Regions from separate parts of the Macaca mulatta genome. Here region 2 is linked to region 1. The links are chromatin contacts, called in public Hi-C maps. All regions are on one chromosome and are shown on one strand. Each heading gives the region's core, a stretch centred on a gene start, on an enhancer-like site or on the middle of the called end of the contact. The rest is flanking DNA. Distances are from core to core; before and after follow the strand shown.

What was found. Hi-C and Micro-C count contacts between places; a contact is called where the count stands out from the background.
Region 2: a contact with region 1 is called in a Hi-C map of blood, with 2.9 times the contacts expected there. The contact joins two enhancer-like sites. A contact is called at or near these places in 4 of 14 Hi-C or Micro-C datasets (CD4 T cells, blood, fetal cortex germinal zone and 1 more).

The regions. Positions count from the first base shown.
Region 1 is chr7:150,168,447-150,174,609 of T2T-MMU8v2.0, reverse strand. No RefSeq gene overlaps it. Among named protein-coding and RNA genes, the nearest start is that of IRF2BPL, 68 kb to the left of the region's middle. Within about 2 kb of position 3,104, at least 22 of the 40 cell types and tissues checked have an H3K27ac peak or open chromatin away from gene starts, as enhancers often do. A contact at or near this core is called in CD4 T cells and blood, where this site is marked.
Region 2 is chr7:150,249,689-150,255,474 of T2T-MMU8v2.0, reverse strand. LOC106999500 reads left to right here. Exons shown (of 6, transcript XM_077938824.1): 6 at 2,762-3,032. Among named protein-coding and RNA genes, the nearest start is that of IRF2BPL, 13 kb to the right of the region's middle. Within about 2 kb of position 4,119, at least 35 of the 40 cell types and tissues checked have an H3K27ac peak or open chromatin away from gene starts, as enhancers often do. A contact at or near this core is called in CD4 T cells and blood, where this site is marked.

The DNA.
Region 1 (6,163 bases), core at 1,855-4,354:
TCTCTAGCTCAGTGCTGGATTCCCTGGAGCAGGAAGTGCCAAATGTGGCAGTGAGGGAAGCTCTTTGGTTCTCCCTTTCACTTTGGGCTCATTCTAAGTCCATTCTCTAGGCACCCAGACCCCTCATGTTGATTTCTTCTGCCCACATGGGCCCATTGTCTGTTGGTTTTCCCAGGGAGAGCTGGGAACTTGAGGGTTGGGGTGGGTGGGTATAATGGTGGCAGAGTCTCCCCCAGTTTCTGTGTCTATGGTAGTACCTGATAGCACAGACCTCGCCTTAACCTAGGTCTAGTAACATGTGGACTGTGTGTGAGCTGGAAGGAACGTGAGTGCAGCCCCCCTTACTATGTAGATGTGGAGCCCCAGGCTCAGAAGGGGATAGTGATTTGCCCGAGGCCACACAGCTCCTTAGCAGCAGAGGCATACACTGGGGTTTCCTGGACTTCAAGCCTCCACTCTTTCACCACTCCCACCTGTGGGGATCCCTGGATTGCCCCAATTGGCTCCACCCCCCAAAGTCATCATAAATGGCCCAGGTGAGAGTGGTGCCCTGTTGCTAGGGGCTACCGGGTCCAGGCAGTAACTTAGATGCCTACCCCCGGAAACTCTGACAGTGGAGGAAACGCCTGTGTTTCTGTCCCAAGCTGGTTTGCCTCACTCCTGCTGAACACGGTGAAAAGAGGGGAGTGAGAATCTGCACTGCAGGCTCTGAGACAACAAATGCTCACCCTTCTGAAGAAAGTTGCCTTTAACAAAGGGGAGCAGGGCTTGGCTGGCCCTGGAAAGAATTTGCTACAGGAGCTGGTGTTAGGGAGGGTATGGTACCAGCCAGTGTGTAAGAGTTCTGCTCATGGGAGGGTGTACCGGGTGTGTGCTGATTCCTCTCTGTGTGCCCAGGAAGATGGCAGGTAGTATAGACAACCAGGGAGTGCCTGACTGGCAGCTGGAATGCCAGGGTTCTCTCAGTCACCTGTCAGTCCTGTGACCTTGGGACTTAACCTCCCAGAGTCTCAGTTTTTCTCACCTGCAAAATGGGGATGCTAAGAATCTCGTTCACAGGACTGTTAAAGAGGTGAAACGAATGGATGTGCACATTCTCGAAGACACTGGACAAAGTGGCTTATGCCTATAATTCCAGGACTTCGGTAGGCAGACACAGGAGGATCACCTGATCCCAGGAGTTCAAGACCAGCCTTGGCAACATAGCAAGACCCTGTCTCTACAAAAAAAATCAAAAAATTAGCTGGGCGTGGTGGTGTGCACCTGTAGTCCCAGTTACTCAGGAGGCTGAAGGGGGGAGAATCTTTTGAGCCCACGAAGTCGAAGCTGCAGTGAGCTATGATCGTGCCACTGAACTCCAGCCTAGGTGGCAGAGACAGACCCTGTCTCTAAAAAAAAAAAAAAAGAAAAATCATTTACCAGGGACACAGATGAGGCTGCTCTGGAGGTAGCGGCTGGCGTGGAAATGTGTTCCTCCTCCTGGGCCCTCGCTCTGCCTGCGGGTCTCAGGCAGTGTGTGGTCTGGGGAAGGGCAGGGCAGGGCAGAGCAGCTCCTGAGCCCCTTGTCTGTGATTTCCTTCCTGACTTCCTTGGCTGCCCAAGGCAGCACTAAATCAGGTCACCGCTTGTCTCTCCTCACAGTAGCTGTCATGCAAACAGCTCCTGCCCAGCTCCCAATCCAGGTCACCATCTCCCCACCCGCTCCCTTCTCTGGCAGCCCAGGAAAGGGCTTCTTGGTGCTTTTGTTCTTAAGTGGCCATTTATTAGACCCTGGCTGTGTGCCTGACACTGGGCCTATTGCTTTAAGTAGAAATAACAGGCACCGTTTGCTGCATGTGATATGCCAGACCCCATCATGAAATTATCCTCTTTTAAGGAGATATGATCACCTCTAATTATAAGGGCCGAAACTGAGGCTCAGGAAAGGTATCTCATTTAAGGTCGCTGTGCAAGTGCAGAGCCTAGGCTGAGACCTAGATGTGGCTGATTCCAGAGCCTGTGCTTTCAGTCCCTGAAGTCCCATGTTAGGGGACTGGTGGCAGAGGGTGGAGTGGGAGCCAGGGGTGCCAGGGGAAGGAAGGTGTGCCACTTTGGCCTCAGAAACCCCAGGGTCACTCCAGGAGACAAGGTGAAGTCTGAGGGGAGGAGGCCGGGGCTGACACACACATGACAGGCCCACAGGCCCAACACAGGCGCCCACAGACAGGGACAAAGACCCACCAGACAGGCGCAGGGATCAACATGCAGTAAGACACACACAGACTCAGCCATACACAACAGACAGGCACAGCCGCGAAAATATACACCGGTGATGGACAGGCATCAGACATACATACAGACCCTGCCACACCCGCACACACCCACACCACACACCCCTGCTGGAGTGAGGGAAGGAAGAGCCGCTGCCTCATTTCCGGGCCTCCTCCTCCAAAGCGGAGGGAAAAGCCTTCTCCAGAAGTGCTGAGTCAGCAGCGGGTGACAAATGAGCCTCCGGGCGGCGGGAACGGGCGCGAGCACTTAGCATGCAGAGCGCGTTCGTGGCAGCGCCAGCCCCGGCCCGCGGCGGGCGAGGGGGCAGGGCGCAGCGGCCGGCTGCCCGCTCGGGGGAGGCCCGGGGGAGGAAGTGACTCGCTTTGACTTTGCAAACGCCCGACTTTGCAGCCCAAGGTCACGCAGCAGGCGCCGCCAGCCGTCTTCCTGCAGGGAGGCGGGGTGGGCTTTGGCTGGCGCTGGGCGGCAGCCGGGCCAGGCCGGGGAGGGGCTGGACGCGGGGAGAGGAGGGGAGCAAGAGGAGGGGGTGGCCCTCCCAGTGTGGCAGGACTCCGCAAGAACAGACAATGGAACTGCCAGGAGAGGTCCCTGAGCGCGAGGGCCGTCTCAGAAATGCCCAGGGCCGGCCCAGGGGCTGAGCCTGGCTGGAGCTGATCCCTGGGGTTCTTCTTCCGCTCGCCCAAAAGCCCCCACTGGAATCTAGTCAAAGGGCACCTCGCAGCACGCCTGGGTTGCTGCAGCCGCCCCAGGCAGACTTCTTCCCTCCTGCCCCTCTAATTTATTCTTCACGGAGCAGCCAGTGAGGTCTTTTCAAAACATCAATCACATCATTTCCTGTGATGGCTTCCCTCTGCCCTTAGAATAAATCCAGCCCTTCATTGCGGGTAACTATCTCCGGCATGAGCCGCTCTTGATTGTGAAAGGATGAGCTATTAAAAACGACACCAGGAGGACATGCCTGAACTGGGACTGTCCCAGCACCAGGCTCCACTTCTAGCCTGTCCCCACTGCAGCGCTTCTGCCTACACCCCCTTATTTGCATGGCCGGCCCAGGTCTCAGAATGAATGTCAATGTCGCCTCCGCAGAGACCTTCCCTTGCCATCCACCTGCACAGGCCTCTGCTCCTTAGGCAGTTACACTGCTTTATTTCCTTCATAGCATTTACCACCTTCTGGTTTTACCTTCTTTGTTTGTTTGCTTCTCTTTTGTCTATTTACCTCCTTCAACAAAAGCTTGAGGGCGGAGACTTTCTCGGTTTTGTTTGGTTCTGCTGTATCCCCAGTACCTGGAAGAGTGTATGGGACATAGTTGGTGCTCAGTAACATTAAATACAGGAATGAATGCACCAATGGGTGGCAGCCCTGAAAGTGAACGAAGTCCTGGGAGGACAGCCTCAGGGACACACCACAAGGAGAGGGGCAGGGCCTGCCTGTGCGGGGGTGTTCGTTTGCAGGATCTATGGATAAGAGCTGCAGGGGCTTTGGGAGGCTGAGTGGGTGGATCACCTTAGGTCAGGAGTTCGAAACCAGCCTGGCCAACATGGTGAAACCTCGTCTGTACTAAAAATACAAAATTTAGCCAGGCGTGGTGGCGGGCGCCTGTAATCCCAGCTACTCAGGAGGCTGAGGCAAGAGAATCACTTGAACCGGGGAGGTGGAGGTTGCAGTCAGCTGAGATCATGCCATTGCACTGCAGCCTGGGCAACAGAGGGAGACTCAGCCTCAAAAAAAAAAAAAAAAAAAAAAGCTGCAGGGGCTTCTGACCCCTGAAAGCAGCAGGAAGGCTTTAGAGAAATCCTGATCAAGCTTGAGAATCTCTGCCCTCTCCGTTGCTAGCTCTGTCTTTAGGCAATATTTACTATCTGGAAGGTAAGAATGAACACAACTTCTCCAGGGTTGTCGACAGCTCCTGGTCCTCTCCCAGATGTCACCTCCTCTCCTTGCCAGCTCCTAGGACACACTTGGCTTTACTGGGAAATCCAGGAGTGAATTCCCTTCCTTTGTGAGTGTTGGACTGTTACAGGGGGCTGTGATGGAGGTGTCAGCTGTGTTTCCACTCTGGGTCCTGCCAGGGTTGCCTCAGTTTCTTCCTGGATGGACAGAGATTGAGCAGGGCTCTGCTGCTCTGAGGTGAACCTCCGGGAACAGGGAGGAAATCTGTCAAAATACAAAACCTACAAAATGTTCTTGCCCTGGCTCTCTGGCTTCAGTTGACTCCCAGCCTGGAGGACATTTTTTTTTGCATTTGTTTTTTAATTCCTGTCTTCCCTATCCCCGCCCCAGAGTGAGGATCCGGTAAGATAATAACCATGATAGTGCTTTGAAAGTATCCCTGGCAGGCCGAGTAAGTGGTGAGTCACACCTGTAATCCCAGCACTTTGGGAGTCTGAGGCAGGAGGGTCGCTTGAGACCAGGAGTGTGAGACTAGACTAGGCAATATAGTGAGACTCCATCTCTACAGAAAATTTTAAAAATTAGCTACTGGGGAGGCTAAGGTGGGAGGATTGCTTGAGTCTGGGAGGTGGAGGTTGCAGTGAGCTGAGATTGCACCACTGCATTCCAACCTGGGTGACAGAGTGAGACCCTGTCTCAAAAATAAAAAATAAAATAAAAATAAATAAATGAATGAATGAATAAATAAATAAAGGTATTCCTGGCTGAGGAATATAAGGGACTCTCACTATTACTATTTATCTGCTGAGATTTACTCACATGGATATGGGGCACAGAGGCTGTTGAGCCACCTTTCTCCCATGTTCAGGAGGCCTCCCAGGTGCCAGTTTTTCTTTTTTCTTTTTTTTAAGACGGAGTTTTGCTCTTGTTGCCCAGGCTGGAGTACAATGGTGCGATCTCAGCTCACTGCAACCTCTGCCTCTTGAGTTCAAGCGATTCTCCTGCCTCTGTCTCCTGAAAGTAGCTGTGATTACAGGCACCTCCTCCCATGGCCAGCTAATTTTTGTATTTTTAGTTGAGACAAGGTTTCACTATGTTGGCTACGCTAGTGTCAAACTCCTGACCTCTGGTGATCCATTCACCCCCGGCCTCCCAAAGTGCTGGGATTACAGGCTTGAGCCACTGGCCGAGCCAGTTTTTCTGACTCCTAACTCCGATCTCTGTGAGCTGGGCCTGCCGGTTCTGCTTCTGTGGCGAAAAGAGAAAGTGAAAGTGGCCCGGTGGAAGAGGCAACTCTGGGAGTTCAGGGCCTGCTGGCGGCCTTCGGAGAGATCCCAGCAAGAAAGGGCAGCTCCTCTGCCCCACCCCAGGCCCCTGCCCTGAGCTGCCCGCGCAGCCTTGGCCTGCCCTGTGGCTTGGCTCCTTCCTGCCACAGCCCTGGGCAGAACAGGCTGCCTGGGCAGCGGGAGAGTGGCCTGAGGCCACTGTTCCTGGTCTTCTGTCCTGACTCACCCTTCCCAAGTGGGTGAGAGGAGGGGAGGGAGGGTGTGGCAGCCAGGAGCTGTCCCCGGTGGGATGGGCTAGAAGCTGGAATGGCTGGGCCCTTGGGTCAGGATGCCACAGGGTTTCCCAGTGATATCACTGGGAGGCCCAAGGTATGGGTGTGGGCTGAGCAAAGTTAAAGGAACAAGATAATGCCATCAGCCGGCCTCTAGCACTAAGCTAACCTCAGGCCAGGTGCCCTGCCAGGTGCTTTATCCACCTAGAAAACTTAGGGGTGCCTCAAAATCACAAGCTTCTGAAAAATACCTATGCCACTGGCCCTGTCCCATTACTCCATTTATTCAAATGTATATGTCTTTTTAAGAAACGGGGGCTGGGCGCGGTGGCTCAAGCCTGTAATCCCAGCACTTTGGGAGGCCAAGACGGGCGGATCACGAGGTCAGGAGATCGAGACCATCCTGGCTAACACGGTGAAACACCGTCTCTACTAAAAAAA
Region 2 (5,786 bases), core at 2,870-5,369, 80 kb before region 1:
CCATGGTGCTAAAAGCAGATATGGAGAATTAGTAGAAGTGGTGCCCTGTGTCCCAGGGGGCCGCCCAGCTACAGTGAAAGCATCTTTCTCTCTCCACTTCTTCCTGCTCCAGTTGTTCCACCTCAAATGCTCCCTACAGAGCACCTTTTAACACCTCTGGAGCCACCACTGCCACTGTCATCCCCCACCCCCACCCTCTGGCCTAACCACCCAATTCTCAGCCAGGTCTTTTGCAGAGCACAGCCTCCATGGTTGCCATGGAGGGTTCCTCCCGGCAGCAGTACCCCTTGGGGCTTTGAGACCCTATAAGGAAAGCACCAGGAAACCCCAAAACATTCTCCCTCCTGAAAACAATGGTTCCCAGTGTCTATGCCAGACACACTCACACCACCCAAAATAGACTCATTGTCCTCTTGCACAACATCCAGGAATTTGGTGAAACTCATCATTTTTCAGGTTACCGATAATGCAAGTTTGGAAACCGAAACAGGAAGGAACACAGGCTGAAAAGCTTTTATCCAGCCCACAGCATTTCTCTCTCCAGATGCAAGATAGTTTTTTTTTTTTTTTTTTTTTTTTTTTTTCCAGCAGTACTTTGGTGGGGTTAAAATTAGCTGGCAGCATTCTGGTCACATGCTAGACAACAAAATAAAAGGGAGTTGTTCCCCCTGCCGCTCCTGAACTGGCCCACGACAGAGCTTCCTAATCCATGGATTTCTGGGAAGCTGGCTCTCCAGGCCCTGGTATGGAGGGGCCACACCGAGGACTCCCCTGGTTATCTTCCCTGCTGTAATGGGATGACAAAGACAAGGTCAAGGCTGTTTGGAATCTTGGGGCTTGCCTCAATCTGGGAAGGCACTCAAGGATCCAAAATGGCTTTTGTAAATCTTCTCACCAAAGCCAACAAAGAAGCAAACACCACAAAAGCACTGACAGAGAGAAGGGTAACATCTGACACATGAACATGGGCATCCATTGACTTGTGGGGTGGTGGCTGCTCTTGGCATAATTAAAAAAAAATAGCTGGGCATGGTGGCTCACACCTGTAATCCCAGCAACTTTGGGAGGCTGAGGAGGGCATATCGCCTGAGATCAGGAGTTCGAGACCAGCCTGGCCAGCATGGCAAAACCCTGTCTCTACTAAAAATACAAAAAGTAGCCGGGCATGGTAGCACACGCCTGTAATCCCAGCTACTTGGGAGGCTGAGGCAAGAGAATTGCTTGAACCTGGGAGGTGAAGGTTGCAGTGAGCTGAGATTGCCCCATTGCACTCCAGCTTGGGCGACAGAGCAAGACTCCACCTCAAAAAACAAAACAAAACAAAAATAAATAAATAAATAAATGTAATACATCTGGGCTAGAGGTGGCGAACATTTAGGATAGATTCTTTATCTCTTGACCTTGATGATAGGGACATGTCAGGGTCTGCTTTGTTCATCCAGCTTAAAACTGTCACCAGAAGCCCTGGATTAAAATGCAGCCTCTGATTCACACACAGTCAGGAAACATGCCTTGTGCTCAGTACAGAAACATGTCCGTCAACCTGGGAAAGGAATCACCACCACGAAATATGCTTTTGGCTTGCCAAAGCTTAGCAGCTGCGAGAGCCAAAAACCCAGCTGCCTGGACTGTCTGGGGAAGTTGGCGGGTGGGGGGCGGGGGGAGGTTGCTGTCTGAATCACCTGATTTCTGCCTCCAACTCTAGTTTAATTCCAAGCCGAAACCTATCTTGAAATGTCTCAAGGGCCAACTGCTCCTAAAAATTGTGGGTTTTAGCTAACCTTTCAGCTCTGTGCCTGCTGGCAAGGTGAAGCAGATGGCGTTTGTTGATTATTTATTTGGAAGGGACTACTTTGGAATCAGGAAATTCCAGCGAGACAGAGTGCATCGCCTTGGCCAGAGCTGCCCTGACAATCATGAGCAGACACCCAGAGAGAGTCAAGTTCAAAGAAATTGCAGCTAAGCCCCAGGAACTTGGGGCATTTTCAGTCTTTCTCCTGTCCTGGCCTCCATGTTCACCACGCACTTAGGAAGAACTACTTCGTTCAGTTCAACATTCTGTGGTCTTGAAGGGTTTGAATACAACGGCCCACATTCAAGGTCCTGCTTTGTCAAAAGGGCTTCAAGAAGCTAACAGGCCTCTGACTTGTGTTTCATCCTGAAGCCCTCATTATACAAACAGATCAAAACAGAAATCCCCCCTGCCTTAATGCCCAGCACATAAAGTCCTCTTTAATTAACATACACCATTTTTCAGTGAAACAGCCTCAAGGTGTTAAAAGTGCATAAAGGTCTGAAAGCTGATGCCCAAGATAAACAGTGTGCCGAAATATATTTAGCAGAAAATTTTGAAAGCCACAGGAAAAATAAGTTTTCTTCCTGGGATGTTAACGAAGGTTTAGGTTCAGGAAACCTTCAGGAAGTAGTGAGCTGAGAAGGAATACTGCTCACCGTTTTTACCCCCAATGTAAATAAATCACTAAACCTCTTTGGTTTCCATAGGCCTGGGCTGGAGTGGAATATTTCATTTTTTCCCCATTAAACAGGCCACCCGGAGTGTTGGCATTACAGGCCTGAAAATATACCAAATCTGAATGTGCTATTTTGTTTCTGTACATTAAATCAAACTGTGTTTCAAACGGCAGTTTGTGCTAAATGGGGGGCCGATGATCCAGACTGTGCACCCTCACACACCTGAAATTGGCGCAGCGTAAATGATAGATGTTTCACCTTGGATCTCCCCGTGTCTTGTCTCCTACAGGCACGCACCCTCTGTCGTTGTTGCCCAAGGTGATGTCATGTTCATTCTAAAGGCCGCGGTTCCAAGGGGACTACACCACAAGAAGATGCCTTCAGAAAGACCCAGATTTCCTGCGGTCTCAGGTAGGCGGCAGGGAGCAAGAGAACAAGGAAAGGACCCGGCGCCACTCTCCTCAAGATGGATGCTGCATGATGTAAGTGGCTGGCTAAAATATCTGGCATCCTTGCAGTTTTAAGTTGCCAGCTAAATATTATTAAAAAGATAAAATACACGCAAACTGTGCAGAATGCAGGGCTGCTGTGTTTACATCCGGGTTTTGATGACTCAAATACTTACACTAGGGCTTGCTGAAAAGCTCTATTAAAAACACCGCTTTGTGAAAGCCCCCAGGGAGCAGGAAGAAAGCTGGGGGTGTGAAAGAGGAGAGCGGGAGGATGGTGACCCACCCAAGGACGGCCCTGAGACCTGTGCTCCGGGCTGGCACTTAAGGCCAAGGAAGTGCTTAGAGGTTAACCTCCTCTCAGCCTCGGAACCAGAGCGGGGAGGGTTAACCTTTTTCCAGAACATTTATTTCACCATCTCACTGACTAGAGGGAGGAGGGGCGGGAGGGAGAGAGCGAGAGCCTGCCGCGCAGAGAGGCTGCGGATCACAAGGCCATTCTGATAGCCTCCTGTCCCCATGGCAACTGCAACGGCATTTATCAGTTCCTTCTGCGCACAGGCACAGCAAATCTGCATTGCACATGGCAGGCTTCCAGCATTTCAAATGAAAGAGCACTTTGAACGGCTGCCAAGTTTGGAAGGAGCAGAACTGTCAGGGCTGCTTAAAGCTGGCAGTTTATACTGGGGAGGTTTTCGCTTCCCAGAATCCTCCGGGCCTGGCGAGCCGCCAAGTACTTAGCGGAAGCTAAAAAGTAACTCGCTCCCCTCCCTCCCCTCCCCTCCCCCTGCTCACGCTCCCCCTCCACACTATTCACCGCAGTGCTCTCAAAATTTTCCACATGTCCTGTGTCACCAGTGCAGACTGTACAATGAAAACCAGAACGCCGGCTGCCCACGACCAGGCTTTTATTAATAAATAACGCAGGGAGGGGGAGGAGGGGTTGGGATCAGACACTGACAGCTGGGGCACCGGGTCTCCGCGTACCTGCCAAAACCCCATAACCACTGGGTGTGAACGCGTGTGGTGTGTGTGCCTTTCAGCCTTAAAAATACATTAATAAAAATAAAAATAAAAATAAAGGGAGCCTCAGAGCTGTAGACACTTGAGTACCGGGGGAGGAGGGGTGGGTTTCGGTTGGATGGTTTGGCGCTTTATTTAGGGTAGGAATGGAGGTCTTGCAGGCAGCGTTGTTCAGATTCAGCCTTTCTAAGATCTGTAGGGAAGAGGGTTGTTATTGAGAGCTGAGCCTGTTTCTGGAGCTTTCCTTGAATCTCTCAGATGTCATGGTGAAAGCTCTGAGGCCACCGATGGGGAGTGAGTTCGGAGATGGTTTTCAATGCAAAGTTTACCAGATAACTTCTGACCGTCACGCACAGCCCAGAGCACAAGGGCTTCTGCGGGCAGAAAGTGGAAATTGGCACAGTATTCACTGTACTTTTTTTTTTTTTTTTTTTTTAATGAAAATCTACACTGAGATCAAGGGCTTGGGCTTTATTTTCCAGCACAAATAGAATGAAAATTGTCTGCCGCTTAGGCGGTTGGATAGAGTTCAGGAAAACTATGTCTGGCATTAATTCCAAAGTGGAGGTTTTGGTTCAAGCGAGGCCCATTAATTTCAGTAAACTGTTTTCACTAGTCCAGACCCTGCTGTGCAAGGACTATTTATTACCTTTTGCTAACCTGATGTCTGCAGAGTTGTAAAGCAAAGGGGGAAAAATCCAGGGTGAAGATATCTATATTTTGCATCAAATGGGTTTTGCACTTCCCTTTGGGGGCCGTGTTTTATGGGGAGTTTTCTATCCCTGGCTTTTCTTTATCAGTGCCAATTAAAAAAAAAAAAAAAAAAAAACTCCATCTTGCAATGAATTAGGAAAAAAAAAAAATCCTGATGGAGAGGAGTCTGGTAAGAGCAAATACCCATCTCCCGCCTCCTTCAGAAGGGCACCTCCCAGCCACAGGGATGTTTCGTGTCCCTGTCTTCAGCTCCCAGGCTGCAGGTCCACTGCAAAGCCCTGACATGATTCACCCTGACGATCGGGTCTAAAATACACCAAGACAGTCAATTTTGGCATTTGTTCTCCCTTAGGAATTTTACTAGCTGCCTTAGAAAAGCACATAAATTACTTCCCCCTCCCTCTCTTTTTTCCGTGCCTCCTCTCTTCATCCCTGCCCCCTACAAGTCCATCTTGATGTCATTTCAAAGAGAAGGATGAAAAGGGGGGATTTGTCAGGCAGTCCGGTTTGAGTGTGTCTTGCCAAGCCCCAACGCGCGCGCGTGCACGCGCGCGCGCACAGACACACACCAGCTGAAAATGCTAATCAGAATTAAAAGCCAGTGAGTACTATTAAAGCATCAAACATGAAGACCTAGAGAAGGAGGAAGGTAATTGGGGGTGGGGGTAGAGGGAGTGGGAATGAAGTAGAATTCCGTCCTCTGCACTGACTTACTAAAATAAAGGCGGGGAGAGGTAGCGGTAACCCCGATTTGGTCACCTTGTCAAATTTATTGGTCTTTCCTTTTAACTACCCCCCCAACCCCACATCTCCCCACCTCCCTACCCCCAACGCCTCACCCCGCCCCAACACAGTCAAGTTTTGTGCCATTCCCAAGTGTGATTAATCTCTGGCAGAGGCCAGAAACAGGAGTAGGTTTCTTGGCTGCCCGTTCTGATAAACAATCTGTTCTTGGGAAGAGTAGGTGAAGGGGACTGGAGGGGGAAGTGGGGGCGGTAATCTGCGGGCATGATGTGGGGTGGGGGTAGGAGAAGGAAGAAAGGAGAGGGCAGCCTCCAGGCCGGCCCCAGCTAACCCTAGTAGAGGCCCGCCTTCCCGGAAAATGCAAGTGCCCCTCCTTGGGGTGCG